Linked DNA regions of Mus musculus: region 2 is linked to region 1. A link is a contact called in public Hi-C data. All regions are on one chromosome and are shown on one strand. The core of a region is the stretch at or near the end of the contact, and the rest is flanking DNA. Distances in the headings are between cores, read along the strand shown.

Evidence for each region. Hi-C and Micro-C count contacts between places; a contact is called where the count stands out from the background.
Region 2: a contact with region 1 is called in a Hi-C map of cerebral cortex, with 4 times the contacts expected there. A contact is called at or near these places in 3 of 39 promoter capture datasets (the C10 cell line, embryonic stem cells and neutrophils), 3 of 484 Hi-C or Micro-C datasets (CD8 T cells, bone marrow-derived macrophages and cerebral cortex), 5 of 130 datasets of targeted methods (the 230-238 cell line, bone marrow-derived macrophages, effector CD8 T cells and 2 more) and 3 of 9 other capture datasets (adipose tissue, liver and pancreatic islet).

Annotation. Positions count from the first base shown.
Region 1 is chr19:10,780,185-10,783,910 of GRCm38.p6, forward strand. It overlaps A430093F15Rik (RIKEN cDNA A430093F15 gene), which reads left to right. Exons shown (of 4, transcript NR_027805.1): 2 at 1,578-2,897. Among named protein-coding and RNA genes, the nearest start is that of A430093F15Rik, 41 kb to the left of the region's middle.
Region 2 is chr19:10,687,025-10,690,750 of GRCm38.p6, forward strand. Vps37c (vacuolar protein sorting 37C) reads left to right here and starts at 1,711. Exons shown (of 5, transcript NM_181403.3): 1 at 1,711-1,955.

The DNA.
Region 1 (3,726 bases), core at 412-2,911:
CAAAACAAACAAAAAACCGTGTCAAACGTGTAGCTGACCTTGTGATGTGCTCCTACTCTGGGGAAAGCTTCTGTAGTTTATTTTCTTTTTTCTACCTTAATCACAGAAAATTGTAACCAAAATAGAAAATCTATTTACCTTCCATAACAGAAAAATGTAGACACAAAACTGAGTTTGTCATGTAATTCTTTTTCCTCTATGCCTTTTTTTTGTCTCTTGACTTTTAAAATTGTTTTTAAAAATAGAAGATATTTTTTGACGTCATCTATGTGATATATCTTGATCTCATCCATCCTCAGACCCCCCATCCCTCCCACCCCCAGGGTGGGACCCCTAGCATACCACTCACACCCTCCCCTGTTCACATCCTGTTGGAATGCTGAGTCATTTTTTTGGCTGGATCTTAAGCAGGTACCTGTAGCTGCAGGGGATTTGGGTGTGCAATGGTCATGTCACATCCAGAAGGCACCATGCCATACATTGTCCTCCCTATCCTTCCTCTATTAGATTCTTTCCATCCCTCCTTGGCAATAGTCCCTGAATCTCCAGGGAGGGATTTGATATCTATGTCCTGTTTAGGACCGAACTCTCAATACTCACTTAGTCTCACTTCTTCGACTGTTATGCGTCTTTGCCTTGGCTGCTGCCCACTGTAGAGCAAAGCTTCTCTGGCCAGGGTTGAGGGCAGCACTAATCTATGCGTGTTAACTTAAGTGTTTAGAAGGCAGGTTAACAGGGGGTCCATTTAGCAAGACAGTGCTCTGCCTAGGACTGGCAGTTTCTTATGCAGTGAACACACCTCTCTATATAGTACGGACACATTAAGGGGTTTGCCCGAGAGAGATGAAATCTCATCCTACAGTCTAGAAGATGATGTTGAGTCCTTTGAAATCAGTTACATGGAGACTGTCGCTCAGATCCTCTGAAAGAACTGAAGGTGCTCATGACCACTGAACCATCTGCCCGGTCCCCTAACTGTCACTTAAAGGGGGTGCATTTTATTGCAATTATGTTATTTGTCAGCCAAGTTGATTTTTAAATTTTTTTTAAGGTTTTCCCATGTAGGGCCAACTACATAATTAAGATGGCTATAGAGCATGAAATACAGCCGGAGAGCAGAGGGTGGAGTGAAGCCGTCTACACAGCATGCACAATTTCCCTGTTCATACTTCACTTGCCTCATTTTTTAGCTTGGTAGTGTGCTGGGCCCTCCCCAAGACATCGAGCCTGGACCCCCTGTCTTTCACTCCCCACAGAGCGTTTCATGGAGGCTGTGCCACCCCAATCAACCCATCTTCCCACCGAACTTTAGGATGTTTTTTTGTTTTGCACCATTATCAACACCTCCCCTCCCCCACCACCTGCCTCTCACAAACCTAAAAAGAAAGAGAAAAAGGCTCCATGATGAGTGGATTAAGAGTTTAAGGAGGCAGGGGCTGATGGGCAGGGGCCGGTATCAGAGTTCTATCCCACTACGGTTATTTTAAAAGAGTGACATAAGTTTTCTGGGTATCAGAATTCTATCCCACTGAGTTTATTTTGAGAGAATGATGTAAGTTTTATTTTTAAAATTTCAGTCTTGAAAATATGACATTGGACACGAAGTATGAATCACATCCTGCCTCAGTGAGCTTTTGACAAGATGTTACAGAAAACAGCTCTACAATGTGGGGGCCTGTGTGCAACTTACTGTCAGTCAGTGCTGGAGACCAGGGGCATGGGGCCTCCAGAAGCACCTTCCACCTTCCACACAGCGCGAAAAGAAGACACACTGATGATGGTCAGGCCCCAGTGACTCAGAATTCATTTTTTCTTTTTTTAGTTTTTAGTTTTTTAGATAAATTGGGTAGGCACAAGTGTTAGTGCATGGAGCTCGGACATGGCTTTTTATGGTAGAGCTGCAGAGTTTGATAGCTACAGTGACTGTAGCTATCAAATCCTAAGGTATTTTTTAGTCCCCTTGCCTGGCTCCTGACCAATAGCCAAACCCGCAAAAGTGCATTGTTTGGATAACATAGTCTCTGTGCTGTGATTCAGCTAAGAGTTTAAGAACTCTAAGAAAGCAGTTTGTGTTCAGGTATGCGTGACCAGCATCTCCCAGGAGAAGCCATCTTTTAAACCAACTCTAGAGAAGGCAGGCCTCTTACTGAAGACGGAGCAGGGACTAATGGCCCCTCAGTAGGCATTGGCGTTGGCTGTGGACATTTTGGGAAGGAGCTCTTCCAGAGCCTTCAGTTTCAGCGTTTGTAGCCGACAGATGAAAGTTTGTATGAGTCCATGTGTTCACTTACAAACACCCTGAGGTGTCCCTGGATGCCTTCCGTGGCCCCTTCTCAGGTTACAAACTTCCTGGACCTGTAGCAGCCTCAAGGAAGCCAGACACAGCAAACTGGAAGGGTGCTATACCCTGCCAGCCCCACCCTGGTACAAGACTTGAGGACTGGCACATATGTCTGTCACCCACTCCGTGGTCAACCAGGGCAACTTAGTGAGACTCTTGACTCCAAAAACATAAAATTTTTAAAATGAAGGAAAGGTTGAACTTATAGCTCAGTGGCAGGGCGCTTCCCGGATGTGTGTGGGTCATGGGTTCACCCTCAGCATTGCCAGACAAATGCTCATCTAGAGATTGACTGGCCTCTGGATTGCCAGTTGGAGGCCTTAAAGAGGGGAAAGTCTATACTGTGGACTCATGTCTCAGCTATGGCCAGTGAGACTCTCTCAGCATCAGTGACTTCGTCTCCAAAGCTGGGCAAAGTCCTGGAATTTGCCAGCAATCCTTGGGCCTCAGCCGCTCCTCTAGAGAGAGGAGAGGGTGATGTGTTGCAAAGCCTCTCCTTAGGACACTGCATCTCTGCTGGCTGAGCCTCTTGGTAATGGTTTCTGCTGATGCTGAGGTACAGTTGGGTCTGGTAGATCCGAAGCCCCTATGGGAGCTCTGTCCCTCAGTCACTCCTGGAAGTGAGGGCTGGGCCACTAAGGTTATGGGCCAATGAGCACTCTTCCCTTGAGTGCTTGAGATGTTGCCAAAGGTCCCTTTGTAACTCCCCTCCCCCAAGGAAGCCTCTCAGACCAGAGGTGCACTGCATCTATAGATCCAGATCCTGGAGGGGGTGGCTGCTAAGATGGTGACGATAAAACTGTTGCAGACACATAAAGCTTTGCTTTCTGTTTTTTGTGTGGGCACTGTCCTGGTGGGGGGAAATCAGATGTCCTTGAATGGGTTTATTAGAGGGGTTCATTGTCTTGCCACACCCTTGGCGCCTGAGCGGGAAGAGAGGCTGACAGTGGTAAGAGAGGAAGTCTCAGACTCAGTCTGGGCTGGGTTTGAGTCTTTCTGGGGCTAATAGCTATGACTGCCACTGAGGGTTGTTACACGAGCAAGTTAGAGAACAGAAGAACGAGGAGCCCTTGAACATGAACAGGTGACATATTTGCAAACTCAATGAAGACTGTGAAGAATGTGGGAGCAGAGGGGTGGCTTTGGCTTCTGTTCTATATGAGTTTAGTACAAAAACCATTTCTCAGCTGGCCGTGGTAGTCCAGGCTTGCCATCCCAGCACTTTGAAGGCAGAGACAGGAAGGTCATGAGTTAGAGTTAGCCTGGGCTTCATAGTGAGAGCCTGTCTGTTGTCCTCCCCTGTTTCTCTCTGCTTTTGGGACAGTAGCTTATGTGTCTCACTCTGCTCCTTTGAAGCCTCACTTCTAATTACTTTTAATTAGTTC
Region 2 (3,726 bases), core at 461-2,960, 93 kb before region 1:
CTCAAAATTAAAAACAAACAAACAAAAAACCCAAAAAACCCAACTCACACAGCATAAGAGAAAGGACAAAAACATTCAGGTTCACTGGCCTGGCCGGCTCTCCCAACCATGGAGAAATGGTGTCAAGCAGGCTTTCTGGAAGCGGCTGTCAACAGTCCTCACTCTGACTTTGAGTTCTTACAAAATGAAGTATTTGCAAAACAAACAGCATTGAACCCCTATCATGTTGGGTGGCCCCCAAAGGTAGCACCTCAAGCAAGTCACCTGCAGGCACAGCTGTCGTCTGTCCTGATTCCTTTTGTAGTAGCTGTGCTAGAGGTAGGGGAGAGTGTGTGTGTGCAGGGCCTGGGTTGTGTCTCCAGCACAGCATAACACTGTGCACTTGCCAGGTAGAGGTGAGAGCTTACTCTTGACTACTTTGAGAGTTCTAGGACAGCACAGGGGACTTGAGACCTGAGTACCCAGGGACCCCATGAGGTAGTAAAGGGGAGGGAGTTCTGACCAATGGGGACAATGATGATCATTTTAGATCTAGAATATGAAATAGAAAAAGTGGGAGATCTTGATGAAATTCGATGACCCAAAAGAGAAACTTACAAGATGGAAGTCCCCCCTCAAAAATAAATAAATAAATAAATAAATAAAATTGCAACTCTGTTGACTGATTAGAACTTCTTGATTGTGGAAAGCTGGGATGTTACAGGGTCCAATTAACTGATAATTATTGTTATTCTCCTTAATAAATGTTGCTCACTTCTGTGCCTTACCTCATATCAATGTGATTATCGGGTAAACCTTTTGGGATGCACTAACTCAGCAGACCCCAAAGCTAAAATGTAATCAAATAGCACCTCAGACCCAAACAGAGATTTTCCCTAATTTCTCATTACCCACTGGCCTGATGGTCCCAGCAATGTATTTGTAAAATGCCTTGGGGTAGCCTTATTCTGTTACTGTACAGACTTCACAAAAGCACTTTTACATTGGAACATGTTATTTAAGGCAACCTGAACCTGTGTCCCATGTCATGGTCACTCTTTCTTGGCTCTCTCCTTCTCTTTGAGGTGAGATCCATTTTGGGTGGACAGAAGTCAGAGTCAAGTGAAGGTGGAGGCCTCTGACACTGAGCCTGGTATCACTTAGGGCCTTTGGACTTCTCGTTGTATGACCCAGCAATTACCATTTTGAAGAGGCCAATTTGTGCTGGTCTCTGCCACTAGCAACAAAAGTTCTAATGTATAACAAAGGGTGGCAGGGTTTTCTTAGGCTGGAAGCTAATCTAACCACTGCAGCCAAAGTGGAATGGCGTTCACCTCTCAGGGCTGGTTTGTTTCCATCCCTTCCTGAGGCTTGTCACTCTGGGCGAGTGAGGATGGATCAAGTCTGACGCTTACACACTCATCTACAGACGAGTAAGAGCAATCTACGGTCCTGACAAAGGGTGATTTTTTAGGAAAGCTCAGAGCTGTTAGCAGTGTCTGAAGGGGACTCAGGACCGCAGCCATTCTAGTCCTGAGGCCAAACTATAAAAAGGAGTGTGCGCAGCAGGCCGGGGATACCGTGGTGCAATAAGAGCCCATCTGGAGCCTCCCTTTGGAAGTTCCACGCTTGTCTCAGGATATTCAGAGCAAACGAAGGGACGCCTGCAAGTCTGCGCAGGCGTACTCGCAATGGGCGGAGTCCTACGGCGGGGGCGGGGCTAGGGGTGGTGCCTTCCCCCGCGCGGGCGGGGCCGAGTGGCCTTCCGCGGGTGTGGCGCCTGAAGCCACCAGCGTCTGAGTGCAGGTATCGTGGCCACCCCTAGGCCTACAAGGCAGGACACTCGGGGCGCGGCGGAGGGGCAGTGCGGCTCGTTCTCAGCTGGACGCGGGAGTAAGTCACATCCGGTAGAGGCGGGGCTCGTGGATCCCGGAAGTGCGGGCAGCGGCTGATTGCCCGCGGTAGCGGCGGCCCCGGTAGGTGAGCGCCGCTGGGGAAGGTCTCGGGCGGCGGCGGGCAGCGGCCTACCGTGCCGGGGGCGTTGCCGGCGAACTCAGAGATGGGTTTCCTGGCCGAAGCCGGCGATTGGGCGCGATGGGCGCGTGACTCCCCGCGGGCCTGCGCCCCTGCAGTGGGGTGGGAGGGATGGACGGTGGGAGGCTGTCCTCGCCGGTCGCCTCAGCCCCGCCCCCTCCCACCTATCCGCTAACGCCACGCAACCCTTCACCCTCTGTAGGAGTACCTTGTGGCCTTTGTGTCATTAAGAGCCTCTTTGCCCCTTGTACGGATTGGGAAACTGAGGCCTGTGTGTATTCTGACTTGCCCCTGCGATATAGTGGAGTTAGAGGGACTCTGGCCTTTGTCTTGCTGGCCTGTATCATTCCCCAGGTTAGCAATAGGTAAGGGTTCTTCCCCTTTCTTCTGGACCCCGACTTGAACTGTCCAGCATGGCTGAGCCATCCTTACTTCTGGGCCTTCCAGGTGTATGGTCCCAGCATGTGCCTGGTTCTGCTTTGTTTCTCCCCTCACAGCCGTTTAGGGGTGTTCTTTCACTTTTTTTTGGTGGGCCAAGACATTCCCAGAGATGTGTTTGAGTTACTGGTAGAGTGGACTATCATCAGGGTCACATTTCTTGAGTCCAGCCTATACCTTGTCAATCAGATTTGGGCTAGCCACCTTGAGCCAAGAAACTTCACGGATACCAGGGCTCCTTCATCGCTCCCTGCATATTTTCCAGGTGTCTCTACCAATAGCGTGCCACTCCACATTCAGTGACTGTCAGTCCTGCAGCTAGAAATGGTGGTGATAGAGGGACTTAGAAGGGAAAGACTCTTCTTTGCTTGGGGCCCAGGGAGGGCCCTGATCTGGGGATTGTGGAACTGAGGGCTGCTGGGTGAAATGGTGGACTCTGAAATGAGTCTTTGTTCTTGGCAGTCATAGTGCCCAGAAAAAAAAAAAAGCCTTTTTCGTAAGATTGTCTTGGAAATCTGGCCCAGTGCCTTTGTAATTTCCATTAAGTAGAAAACATGATGGAGTGCTTCAGTGGGGCTGTTTTCTGTTGCTGTTTTGCCAAGCAGTAGTTCTGATTGCTTGTGTGGCTGTCCTTGCTGGGTACTGTTTTGGGGGTGTTTTACACTGGTTACTGGATATAGAGAACACCTCTGAGTGACTGGTGACCCGTTTACAGAATTGGCTACTATCAACCAATGAGTGGCTGTTAGATTTTTTTTTTTTAACAAAGCAAATGAGTCTTTAACTCTAATACTGCCTTCCAGACGCCTCAGTTGCCCTAATATGTTGGAGCTTAAGAATTATCTGCGGTCATTCTGGTTGAAAATGCAGAGCCCCCATCTCTGGAGAGTCTTGTGATGTTAGCTGGCTGGCGCCCCAGGAGTTTGTTTTTAACACATACACTGACTGGGTGATTCCGGTCTTAATGCATATTTGTAGATTTGCTGGGCCACTGGAGCTTGAGGTGGTCACTCAAGATTCTTGTTGCCTTTTGCTTATTGCTTTGACATGTGCTAGTGTGCCATTAACAGGACTTTGAGATAAATAGACATATGACTCATTCCTGGACACTTTGGCTCGCAGTAGTGGGGTTTTTCCAGTCTGACCAATGAGGTCATTGAGGACCTGTATTAGAGCAGTTGGATTGCTGTTGTGGGTGGTGGGGGTGGGGCTGGGGGGGGTGGGTTGTGTTAGAAGTTTCCTCTTGGGATCTGGAGTTCCTGAAAGGTTCTGATC